Regions from separate parts of the Sus scrofa genome. Here region 1 is linked to region 2. A link is a contact called in public Hi-C data. All regions are on one chromosome and are shown on one strand. The core of a region is the stretch at or near the end of the contact, and the rest is flanking DNA. Distances in the headings are between cores, read along the strand shown.

Region 1 (5,410 bases), core at 1,761-4,260, 44 kb after region 2:
GTGCCTCCTGTGTTGTGTGGAGAAGGTCCGGGGGGAGTGGGTGTGTCTGGCGTCTGTGTGGGGGCGTGGCTTTGAGTAATTCTATGAACACTGGGTGGATTGCAGATCATGGGAGCTCGTGTGCAGGCAGGTGTGCGTGTGCCATGCCCTCGGGGTGGAGTCCCAGGAAGGTGCAGCCCTGGGACATCTCAGGGGTCCCCGGGCTTTGCACTTGTACCCTGATGTCTGAGCCTTCGGACAACCCTTGAAGCCAATTCCTCTTTCCAGGACTTTAGGCTCAAGGTTTTCATAATCCAGGGAACTGTGAATTTTTCCTTAGACCATAAATGCAATAAAAAAGCATAAGAAAAGCAGAAAAATTAGAGGAGCGCAGTGCACGGAGGTGTATTCTACAGGTTCTGAGGCGTCCCCTGCGCCATCCTCTTAAAGTGAGGATAAAAAAACGTGCACACAGGGATGAGCTGGTTTTGTGTCTGCTTGCACTTGGGAACATGCTCTGTTTCCCCTCGTGTCAGTGGGGAAGGGAAGCAACTTGCAGAGCACTCCTTTGTGCCAGACACTGGGCTACAGACCTCAGCAGGCTTCGGCCTTGTTATAATGTGGTAATTGGAGAGCTGCGTGCCAGGCCACGTGTTGCATGCGCTCTCTCTCCTTTAATTCCCGAAACAAGCCCACAGGGAAGGAGCCGCCGGCACAGACAAGAACGCAGGCTCTGGAGTCGGATTGCTTGGGATTCGTCCTGGGCCCCACCACTTACTAGCTGGGCAGTCCTAGGCCAGTGACTTAACTTCTCTGTGTTTCAGTGTCCTCAGTCATAAAATGGAGATACTCTCCTGGGGTGGCGGTGACTTAATAATGCCACATGCTTGCAATAGTACAGAGCCCACAGAAAACATTCAGTAAATGTTATTACTGTTATTCATCAGGCTTTACTGATGAGGAGACTGATGATCAGAGTGGCTGAGATGATGGCACATGTATTTGGGAGGGCCAGAATTCTACCCGAAGCCTGACTCATCCTTCAGGTCATGCTAGGTTACTTGCCCAGGGTCACATCTGGGGACCCTGTTCTTTCTGATCCCAAGGCCTCTCCCCTCCTCTTCACAAACTGGCAAAAATTCATTTCCTACATATCCTGCTCTTCTTTCTGTGATAATCTGTCCCATGACTTAGTTTGGAACCTAGGCCAAATTACGGTAGTACATTTTTCTGACACACTAAAAAGAGGGATTTTGGAGTTTGGTGGCATGGCGGGTTAAGGATTTGGGGTTGTCACATTAGTGGCTTGGGTTTGACCTCTGACTCGGGAACTTTTCCATGCTTTGGGTGCAGCCAAACTCATAAAATAAAATAAAATGTGATTTTGCATTTGTGAAGAGTGCAAAAATATTTTTTTTGGTTATGTTTCCATTTTCTCCAAACTTCTGGATTTCTTTCCCACAACTTCAAAAGCCTTGGAATTTCGATGTGTTTATTTAGGCACAGTCTCTGTCCTAGGGGAGCTAACAATCCCGTTGGGGATGGAGTGCATGGAGACCCAGGGACAAGGGAAGTCCTCCCAGATGAAGCAAGCACACTTTCTGAATCATGTGTGAGGATACACCGCCCAGCAGAGGATTTTTTTCTCATTGGCAAATGTAATTATTTGAAAAGCCTGACCAATGCATATATATATATATATATATTTATTTAAGCATTTAAATATGTTTCCCTTGGTGAAAATCCACTTATGTAATATCAGGACTCTCTGGCAAATACTGAGAGAGCCGGGTTACGGCACTTGGGAAGGGAGAGGGATTCTTGCTACACTTTGAGGGATGAGTGGGTTTGGAAGGTCAGAGGCCAGTTCGGGTTGGGGTGGTGCCCACGCAGGGTGGGGGTGGGGGGATGGATCAGAGAAAGGAAGGCATCTCTGTAGCCGGCGAGGAATCAAGGTGAGAAGAGGTGAGTTAGCGGAAACCTGCCTGGTAGTGGAAACCCAAGGAACTTGGGTTTGAGGCCACTCCAAAATTCTGAACAGAGAGAGCAGTGAAGCAGCAGAGAAGTTCCTGCCGCAGCAGAACTGTTGGAGAGGTGAGAGCAGTGCCTCCGATGGTGCCCCCAGGACCAGCGGTTGCCGGCCTGCTGGGTGGGGGGTACTGATCTCCGTCCTCCCTGTTTGCTGGAGCTCAGTAGGGAGGCGGCGGAAAGAGGCCCCACCCCTTCAGTCTGGCCCTACTTAGGAGCCCCTGTTGGGCCCTGGACCCCTACCAGCCCTGGGCAGACCCAAATCCATGTCCCTTCTCTAGATCCCCGTGATATGTCGATTACTCCAGCCCTGGTGACCAGGGCCAGCGGACAAGAGGCCACGCAAGTCTGTGTGGCCGGGGCTGGACAAGGACACAGGCTGCTCCTAGCCCGCGGCCGCGGTTCTCAGATCACCCAGCGAGACGGGCTCCCGGTTGGGGGCAGGGGCAGCTTCCTGCGCGGAGACCCATCTCTAAGTGTGGGGACCTCCCGGGCTGCGGCCAGAGGCCTCACCGTGGCCAGGTCCGGTCTCGGGTCAGCGTCGCGGCTGGGGGGGCCTCAGCCTTCGCCGGGGCACCGCGCCACCAGCAGCGGAAAACGAGGCCCCGAGCAGGGCAGTCCTGGACCCGGGATCGGGAAGGCGAGCGCCTGGCAGAACCTGGCCTCGACCCTCAAGCCCGCCTTCTGGACGCACAAACAGATGTTCTGAGGGGCTCGTCACCGCGACCCCGAGGCCTCCCGGCGCACGGCCGCGGAGCCCAGACCCCGCCGAGCCTCGCCTGCGGGAGCCTGCGCCGCCGCCGCCGCCGCCGCCGCCGCCGCCGCCGCCGCCGCCGCCGCCGCCGCCGCCGCCGCCGCCGCCGCCGCCGCCGCCGCCGCCGCCGCCGCCGCCGCCGCCGCCGCCGCCCGCTCCCGAGAACGCGCCCGGGGTCGCGCATGCGCAGGCGCGCGCCTGCGCTTCCTGGGCACGCGGGCTCGGCGGGGCCGCGGCTTCGGTGACTCAGCGCCGGGGGCGGGCGGGCCGCTGGGTTCCCACCCGCGGGGGCCACGGCCTCCGCCCCCAGGCCGGGCCGCGGGGCAGGCTCGCCGCCCCAGCCCGCTCGGCCCGCCCTCCGCCCGCTGGAAGCCTGCAGGGTCTCCATGGTTTTCCTTTGGGGCCCAGAAAGGCCTTGAACTTGGTCAGAGCTGTGGGGTGAAGCCACAGATTTCTGGAGGCATTTGGGGGACGTGAAGAACGTCCACGACAGATGGGTGCTGGCAGCTACAGTGTTGTGGTTTTCACCTGCGGTCAGCCCTCAGGTAAAACAGGAACTGATAATTTTAGGGGGTTATCGCACCTCCCTTCCCTCGCCAGAAATTCGGAGAAGCTGGAAAAGCTGGAACCCTGCCCTCTCCTCCTGGTCCTTTAGGACAGAAATCCAGCCTCATCTTGCTCACTCACTCCTACTTCTGGGTGACCGCAGGCGGAAAAGCACTTAGGGCAGATGAAACTTCAGATACGGGGACCAGGGAAGGTGATATTATTAGAATATCTTTTTTTGTGGCTCCTGGGTTTCCCAGAATCACTAATCTCTGGAGCCAACAAGGACTTCAGAGATTCTGTAATATCACATCAAGTAGTTGTTAGCTTCTCTTTGAAACCTGTCCAGTGACAGGGTCTTGGGACAGGATGCTGGTTTAGTTTCCTCCCTCTGCTCTATTTGAAACCTGTCCAGTGGGGGTCTTGGGACAGGATGCTGGTTTAGTTTCCTCCCTCTGCTCTGGACCCCTGCTGTGAGACACCGCTTCTTTCTTGCAGCTCTGTGGGCATCAGGTGTGTCCCTCATTTCCCGCTTAGACCCCTGGGCACACGAGAACCTGGGAAGGACCCTCTGTGGCTCAACAAGGATGGCCAGCTGGTTACTGAAAGTAAAGGGGGAGTTCCTGCTGTGGTGCTGTGGGTTAAGGATCTGGCGGTGTCTCTGGTGGCTTGGGTCAGTGTGGAGGCGAGGTTCGATCCCCAGGTGCAGTGGATTAAAGGATACCCGCTTGCCTCAGCTGAGGCTCACATTCAATCCCTGGCTGAGGAACTTTCATGTGCTGGGGATGCGGTCATTAATTAAAAAAAAAAGAGGGGGATTTCTTTTAATTTCCTAGATTTTCTTGGCTGTTGCTTTGGGGTGGAGAGCATGCGGGCCTCTGATACCCTGGTGGCTTGAGAGGAAAGGGAAATCCTTGGAAAGGAGTTGTGTGATGGCCTCGGTGTGGATTTAGCTGCCTCTCCCACCCTCTGCCTGAGGAAGCTCTGCTCCTTTATGACGCATCCTTTTCCTGGGCTTAACATCACAGAACACCCAGGAGCATCTGGGAACTGCAGCCCAAGACAGCCACGTGGTCTCTTTACCCACAAGGAAGCTGAGACCCAGGAAAGGAGAGGTTGGCTCAGGGCCACAGAGCCGGCGAGGAGGAGAAATGGGACTCAAATCCAGGTCCCCCGATCCCCAGACCTGTTCCCGGGCTCCTCTGGCAGGTGTGCCAGGGGCCAGCAGAAAACAGACAGCACATTTCAGTGGGCTAATTTGAGGGACGGGGTAGGGAGAGTGGATTATTCTGGGGCTCATCAGGGTGGGATCTTACCACCTCTGCGCCTGGAGGCTGTGTGGAAGCTCATCGTCCCAGAGCTGGGACTCTGGGTCGGGGGTTCAGGAAGGGAGTTGGCGGGAATAAAAGCCTTGTCTTCAATTTCTCCCTCCTGCTGATCTAGCTCCCTGTGGACCAAACCCAGTGGGAAGTCGGGGGGAAGGGAGTGTGGCTTAGTCCTTACAGGACCGTTCTAGGGCGCTGCTCACGGTGGAAAAGGATGCAGAATGGACCTGGGGGGAGGGGCACGTGAAAGACCACCAGCGCAACATCCGCGCTTGCTTCTCCCACTTGTCCTATGCCAGGTAGGTCCGTTATCTCACCGCATCGTCCCGTAAACCTTGCTCGCCCATTCGACAGCTAAAGACACTGAAACAACCTGAGGGATGGAGGTACAGACAACTAAGCCGACATCTGTGGCTCCGGGATCTTATCTTGGGTGTGGCAGTTCCTCTGTGGACGTTTGCGGGATGAATGAACAAAAGAGGAGCCCAACGGAGGCCGAATGCAATGAGACTTGTCTGAAGAGCCCTAAGCTGTGCCGCTTCCTCGTGGGACCTGAGGGGCTGGAGGCCCTCTGTACAGGTGAGTCCCCTGCAGGTGGGTGTCTCACCTACTGGCTTGTAATGCAGGTGAAAGCAGGAGGTATATGGATCTGAGAAAAACCTTGGACTTTTCGCCTTTCCTAGTACAGGACAGCTTTGGAGTGAAAAACATGTCTCCTTCCGCAGCCATCCTCAGCCACCCCCTGAGTTCTGGTCCCCCCGCCCCCGCGCCCCCCAGT
Region 2 (6,300 bases), core at 1,560-4,059:
TTTCATTCTTTTCCATGTGGCTGTCCAATTTTCCCAGCACCACTTATTGAACAGGCTGTCTTTTCTCCATTGCATATTCTTGCCTCCTTCATCATAGATTAGTTGATTGTAGGTGTGTGGGTTTAATTCTGGGCTTTCTGTCCTATTCCACTGATCTATATTTCTTTGTGCCAGTAACATATGGTTTTGATGACTGTTGCTTTGTAGTATAGTTTGAAGTCAGGGACCCTGATTCCTCCAGCTCCATTTTTCTTTTTCAGGATGTCTTTGGCTATTCTGGGTCTTCTGTGCTTCCAGACAAACTTTAAAATATTTTGTTCAAGTTCTGTGAAAAATGTCCTTGGTAATTTGATAGGGATTGCATTGAATCTGTAGATTGCCTTGGGTAGTATAGTCATTTTGATAATATTGATTCTTCCAATTCAAGAGCTTGGTATGTCTTTCCATCTGTTTGTGTCATCTTTGATTTCTTTCATCAGTGTCTTATAGTTTTCGGAGTACAGGTCTTTTGTCTCTTTAGGTAGGTTTATTCCTGAGTATTTCCTTTTTTTTTTTTTTTTTGTCTTTTTGCCTTTTCTAGGGCCACTTCCCACGGCATATGGAGGTTCCCAGGCTAGGGGTCCAATCGGAGCTGTAGCTGCCAGCCTACGCCAGAGCCACAGCAACGTGGGATCCGAGCCATGTCTGGTGACCTACACCACAGCTCATGGCAATGCCAGATCCTTAACCCACTGAGCAAGGCCAGGGATTGAACCCGCAACCTCATGGTTCCTAGTCAGATTTGTTAACCACTGTGCCACAGCAACTCTCCTGAGTATTTTTTTTTTTTTTTTTTTTTTTGCTGCAAAGGTAAATGGCATTGCTTCCCTAATTTCTCTTTCTGATCTTCCATTGTTAGTGTATAGAAATGCAGTTGATTTCAGTGTATTAATTTTGTATCCTGCGACTTTGCCAAATTCATTGATGAGCTATAAGAGTTTTCTGGTAGAGTCTTTAGGATTCTTGAGGTATAGTATCATGTCATCTTCAAATAGTGAGAGTTTTAATTCTTCCTTTCCGGTTTGGATTCCTTTTATTTCTTTACCTTCTCTGATTGCTGTGGCTAGGACTTCCAAAACTATGTTGAAGAGTAGTGGCAGAGTGGACATCCTGGTCTCGTTCCTATTCTCAGCGAGAATTCTTTCAGCTTTTCACATGGAGAATGATGTTCGCTCTGGGTTTGTCATATATGGCCAAAATTACCCGCAGAGCAACATCCAGACTGATGTTTGAGCAGACGGCTGGGCACCATGATCTCATCAAGGTGACACAGTTAACCTCCACGTCCTCTCTCGTGTGAGGCTCACCTCCAGTGTGGCTGGTGTGCCCTGGCTCACGTACCAGGTCCGGTGTCACGTGCTTTCCTTGGCTTGTTTGATGTCGTCCTCCTAACACTTGTATGTCGTAGGTCCTGTTTTCAACTTGAGTTTAGAGAGATGAGCTCTTCGTTCGAGAGAGGTTAAGTAGCTAGCCTAAGGTTGTTCAGGGAACAACTGGTTTGAAGCCACATAAAAAAAAAACAAAACCCACATGGTATGATTCCATTTTTATCGAAATCTAGGAAATGCCGACTAATGTGTAGTGACAGCAGCTGTTTGGTTGCCACGGCAGGTGTAGGTGTAGGTGGGAAGGGATGAGGGGAATGCTGGGGAGTGAGGCATCTGTCTTGATTGTGGTTGTGTAGATCTGCACGTCAACATGTATCGAGGCGGTCACTTTTTTTTTTTTTTTTTTTTTTGTCTTTTTGCCATTTCTTGGGCTGCTCCCTCGGCATATGGAGGTTCCCAGGCTAGGGGTCGAATCGGAGCTGTAGCCCCCAGCCTACACCAGAGCCACAGCAACGTGGGATCTGAGCCATGTCTGCAACCTACACCACAGCTCACGGCAATGCCGGATTGTTAACCCACTGAGCAAGGGCAGGGACTGAACCCACAAACCTCATTGTTCCTAGTCTGATTCGTTAACCACTGCGCCACGACGGGAACTCCACCTTTTTTTTTTTTTTTTTTTTTTGGCCACTTCTGTGAAAGTCCCAGGCCAGGGATCCAACCTGCGCCACAGCAGGGACCTGAGCCGCAGCAGTGAGGACCCTGGATCCTTAACCCGCTCATGGAGTTTTACACTTTGAATGGGCTGTTTGCTGGAGTCATTAAACTGTTTTCAAGGTAAAGCACACGGAAGACGCCTCTCTGCCTTTCGCCCTGCCCTCCGAGGCCGACTACCACCCTCCAGGGACACCCTCTCCAGCCAGATCAGCCAGAGCTCGCTCGGCCGCCCCGCCTGGAGAGCTGGCTTTCGGGGGTGTCACGTGCCCTCCAGAAAAATTGCATCAAAGAGCCCCTTGCACAGGCACCTCGGGAAGGAGCTCGTCCTGCGCTCGCTGGCTTAACTCGCCCCGTCGCATGTCCCTCCTCGCATGTCCCTCCTCGCTCTCATTTCCCCTCTCCGAGGCCCGGGAAGGTGATGCTCCTTGCCATTGACCTCAGAGGTCATGCGGGGCGGGCTCTACCCTCCTGACCTCCTGACCCTTGGGGAGGGGCTACCACGGTGCCGGTGGCTGGCAGGTGGGCCCTTGGTTCACAGAACTGAGGCGTGTGAAGGTTGCCGATGGCCCAGTCTTCGGATCAAGTTACTGCAGATCCTGGGAAGATTCAGTTCCTGACTCTGAGACCTGGGCCAAAGGACGCCCCGCTTCTTCTCCGCTGCTCCGCGCCCTGTGACCCCTGTCACATGACCCCGGGGCTGCTGGGGGAGAGAATCCTGCCGGGGGGGCCCTGCCTTCGGGGGTGGCAGCTGGCGCCGCCCTGGCAGGGCGAGCCTGCCGGGGTCTGCGCTGCTTCGCCATCCCACGTCCGCCCAGTTGCCCTAGTGACTGTGTGACCCTTCTCCACACCACCCCCACCCCCGCGCTGCCACCCGCCCTATAAATAGAGGCGAGGAGCAGCTGGGCTCTCTTGGCAGTCACCATGAGGGCGCTGGTCCTGCTCTGCTGCTTCATGGCCTCGCTCCTGCTCCCAGGACAAGCAGGTACGACTCTCACCCCGTCAGCCGGGCCAGACGGCGACCCCCGCGTGCCCTGAGGTTTTACGTTTACCGTGGGGCGGGGGGCAGGGGGTTGGGCGTGAGCTGGAGGGTGACCCTCCGTGACTCCTGGGGCAGACAGCAGACCTTGCTCCCAGCTGGTCTCACCCAGGAAGCCCTGGGTGCAGAGGGGCCTGAGAGCCGTCAGGGGCTCGTGGGGAGGCCAGACGGGTTGAAGCCAGTGAGCCAAGAGGTGCAGCCAGGGGTCGGGGAGAAGGGCTGGCTACTGGATGTTGTGGAAGAGGACCCTGAAAGTCAAGACCGGAGCCTCCTGGCTGGACAGATGACCCCGATCTCGGAGGTGGAGTGGCCCCTGGAGGCTGTTGAGGTGACCCTCCCACCTGGTGGAGAGCGGGCTGGGGCCTGGCTTTGCATGAGTGGGGAGGGGGCCATGGCTCAGGAGCACTAGGACAGCATGGGGGTCAGTTTGGGACAAGGTGGGAAAGAAGCGCTGGGGATCGGGCTGGAGCCCGACTTGGACTCCCTGCCGGGGAGGGCTGGGTGCCAGTCCTGCAGGGCAGCTGTGCTAGGCTGGGGGCTTCGCTGGAAAGGGCCGGGGTCTGCAGGCTGAGGCTTTTCCTTGACGTCTCAGCACTTTGTGCAGCGGAGGTGGCTCTGGTTACAGCGTGGGGGTTATTTATAGGTGTGGAGGGGGTACCGGAGCGCTTTGCCACCTCTGTTTCTGAGACTTCTGGGGCTGAGTTCCCCTTAGGGGTGCTTCAGGGGTGCTCTGGGGATCCCCGGAAACCTGGGACCCCCACTTTGCCTTTCCATGACTGCAGGCTTCATTTGCACGGGGGATCATGGGGCTTTTGAGGTTCTGTTTCTTGAGGTCCCAGACTCAGCCAGGAGGTCTGGCAGGAGCAGAAGCCGTGCCCTCAGGGGTCAGATACCCAGGCAGGGGGCTCCGGCCTCGCATGTGCCGCTGGGCCCTGCCCTTGTCTGCCCTTGAGTTAATTTGGGCTCCGTGGGGCTGCAGCAGCCGGGGCTGCGAGGATTCCAAGCGGCTGTCAGGTGGCTAAGTATGGAAACAGCCACGTAATTGGATCCTGAGCCCAGGGGCCACTGCCACCCTCTCCCCCTGGCCACCCCTCCCCTGCTCCGCCCAGCCCCAGCTGCCACCTCCTTGGCTTCCAGGCAGCTCCAGGAACTTTTAGCCTTTTAGGGGCATCCTTTATCTTTCCTCCCAGCAAGGGAACTGGACTTCTGGAAGGTTCTACAGGCCTCCCTGGGGGATCTTGCTGTTGGGAAAGGAGGCAGGCGGGTGCTTGGTGCAAAGCTCCTCTCTCTGCAGGCGCTTTCCCTCCTGGACCCTGTGTGCCCCTGGCCTGGCTTCCGGGGACGGGCTGTCCACTGGTGTGCAAGGCTCCTGCCCTTCTCGCCCCTGCTCACGCAGGTGGCTTCTTCCCTGGGGGTGGGTCGGGGGTAGGTCGTATAGCCCCTCCAGTGCAGACAGCCTCCTCCTGCGCCTCCCAGGGTTCCAGCCGTAATTGCGACTTGCCTCCACCCCCATAATCACAGTCCTTCCTATTGGTTGGTTTTCCCCTAGAATGTGCCACCAGTGATGCCACTGTGTCTCCAGGCAGCAGCTTTGGTCCTGGACTTCCCACCCCACTGCTTCTCGTTTCTACTTCCATCCCCGCCCCCAAGCAGCAGACAGCCTTCTCTCTCCAGTCCGCTTCCTGCTTCCCGGGCCACGGCCCTCTGGACGGGGGTGGGAGTGGGGGTGTGATGCGTTCCACAGCCCCCCCATCCACCCCAGTCCTTTGTAACCACTGGGGTCCTTCGCTTCATCTCGGGGACCTGGCCTGGGGACAGGACGGGGGAAAACAGCCCTGGTTTACTCAGTCTCCTCCTTGTCCAGGTGAGGGGTCCAAAGCCCAGAGGAAAGAGAGCCACGTTCAAGGTCACTCGCCCACCTGGGGCTTCCTGTCCTCCCCTCCCCTCTCTCTGCTGGCCTCCCTGAAGGCCAGCCCCTCAGCCTGGGGGGCTCGTCTCGCTTCCCTGGGGATTCAGGGCGGGACTTACACCTCTGATCCTTGGACATCTCGTCTCAGAGAGCATGTGGGTTGGGACGGGGCTGCTGAGGGAACTTTCCTTTGAGCGTAAGCTGCTGGTGTGTGTTAGGCTGAATCCAGGACATCTTTGCTTCCTGTTGCTGCTCAAGGCAGAGAGGGGGTGGGGAGGGGAGTGGGGGGATGACAGGACTTCTCAGTCTGTTCATCCGCTTCCTCCATTCTAGCCCTGGGCTGCAGACTTGCCTGCTCTGGCCCCACCTGCCATCCCAATGCCCAGAGGCTGGTGTACCCTGGGGCCCATTTGCCCCTTCGTGCGAGAGGAGAATCTCTCAGGACCCTCTAAATGACCCCTCCTCCCTCTCCCCCCAGGTGGTTATTTCCACAAGAAGGCAGGAGTTCCTGTCATGGTGCAGTATAAACGAATTGGACTAGTGACCATGAGGTTGTAGGTTCGATCCCTGGCCTTGTTCAGTGGGTTAAGGATCTGCTGTTGCCGTGAGCTGTGGTGTAGGTCACAGACATGCCTCGGATCCTGGGTTGCTGTGGCCGTGGTGTAGGCCAGAGGCTGTAGCTCTGATTCAACCCCTAGCCTGGGAACATCCCTATGCTGTAGGTGCGGCCCTAAAACGCAAAAAAAAAAAAAAAAAAAAAAAAAACCAAAAACCCCAAACCCAACCAATCAACCAACCAAAAAATCAAAACACCCAGCAGGAGGTGGCTTCTGCATTTCCTCCTGCCGTGGCCATTGTGGGGCGGGCTCAGAGAAGGTCATGAGCTCAAGGGTCCTGGGGAGAGCAGACCCCGGAAGCCTTCCCAGCCCCCTGCAAGCTGTGACTCCTGGCTCACTGCCAGTGGACAAGCCGTAGGGGGCATGTAGGCTGCCCTACCACCTCGAGGGCGTGAGGTGCTGATCGGGATTTGCTCGATGGATGCAGCCCGGTGGCCTGTGGAACCACGGTTTGGGAAATGCTGCCCTCGCCTCCTGCCTGGGTGTGACAGTGAGGCGCAAACAGCAGTGCCAGGGCTAGAGCTGGAATTCAGTCCTCCTTATCCCACCCCCAGGAGCAGGTGCAGACGAGGCCGGGGGCGTCCAGCTGGCCCGTTGGTGCTCACTTCGGTGTGGTGGGCGGGGTAGGAGCCGGACCGCGGGGACCGGGAGGAA

Evidence for each region. A called contact is a pair of places that touch in the nucleus more often than the background predicts.
Region 1: a Hi-C map of skeletal muscle shows a contact between it and region 2, with 4 times the contacts expected there. The contact joins the promoter of ADCY9 here to the promoter of SRL in region 2. A contact is called at or near these places in 15 of 47 Hi-C or Micro-C datasets (alveolar macrophages, embryonic fibroblasts, epiblast stem cells and 8 more) and 1 of 2 datasets of contacts at active chromatin or transcription factors (skeletal muscle).

What each region holds. Positions count from the first base shown.
Region 1 is chr3:38,114,201-38,119,610 of Sscrofa11.1, forward strand. ADCY9 (adenylate cyclase type 9) reads left to right here and starts at 3,011. Exons shown (of 13, transcript XM_021086711.1): 1 at 3,011-3,306; 2 at 4,987-5,211.
Region 2 is chr3:38,070,570-38,076,869 of Sscrofa11.1, forward strand. It overlaps SRL (sarcalumenin), which reads left to right and starts at 2,810. Exons shown (of 6, transcript XM_021086705.1): 1 at 2,810-3,066. The coding sequence starts at 3,006.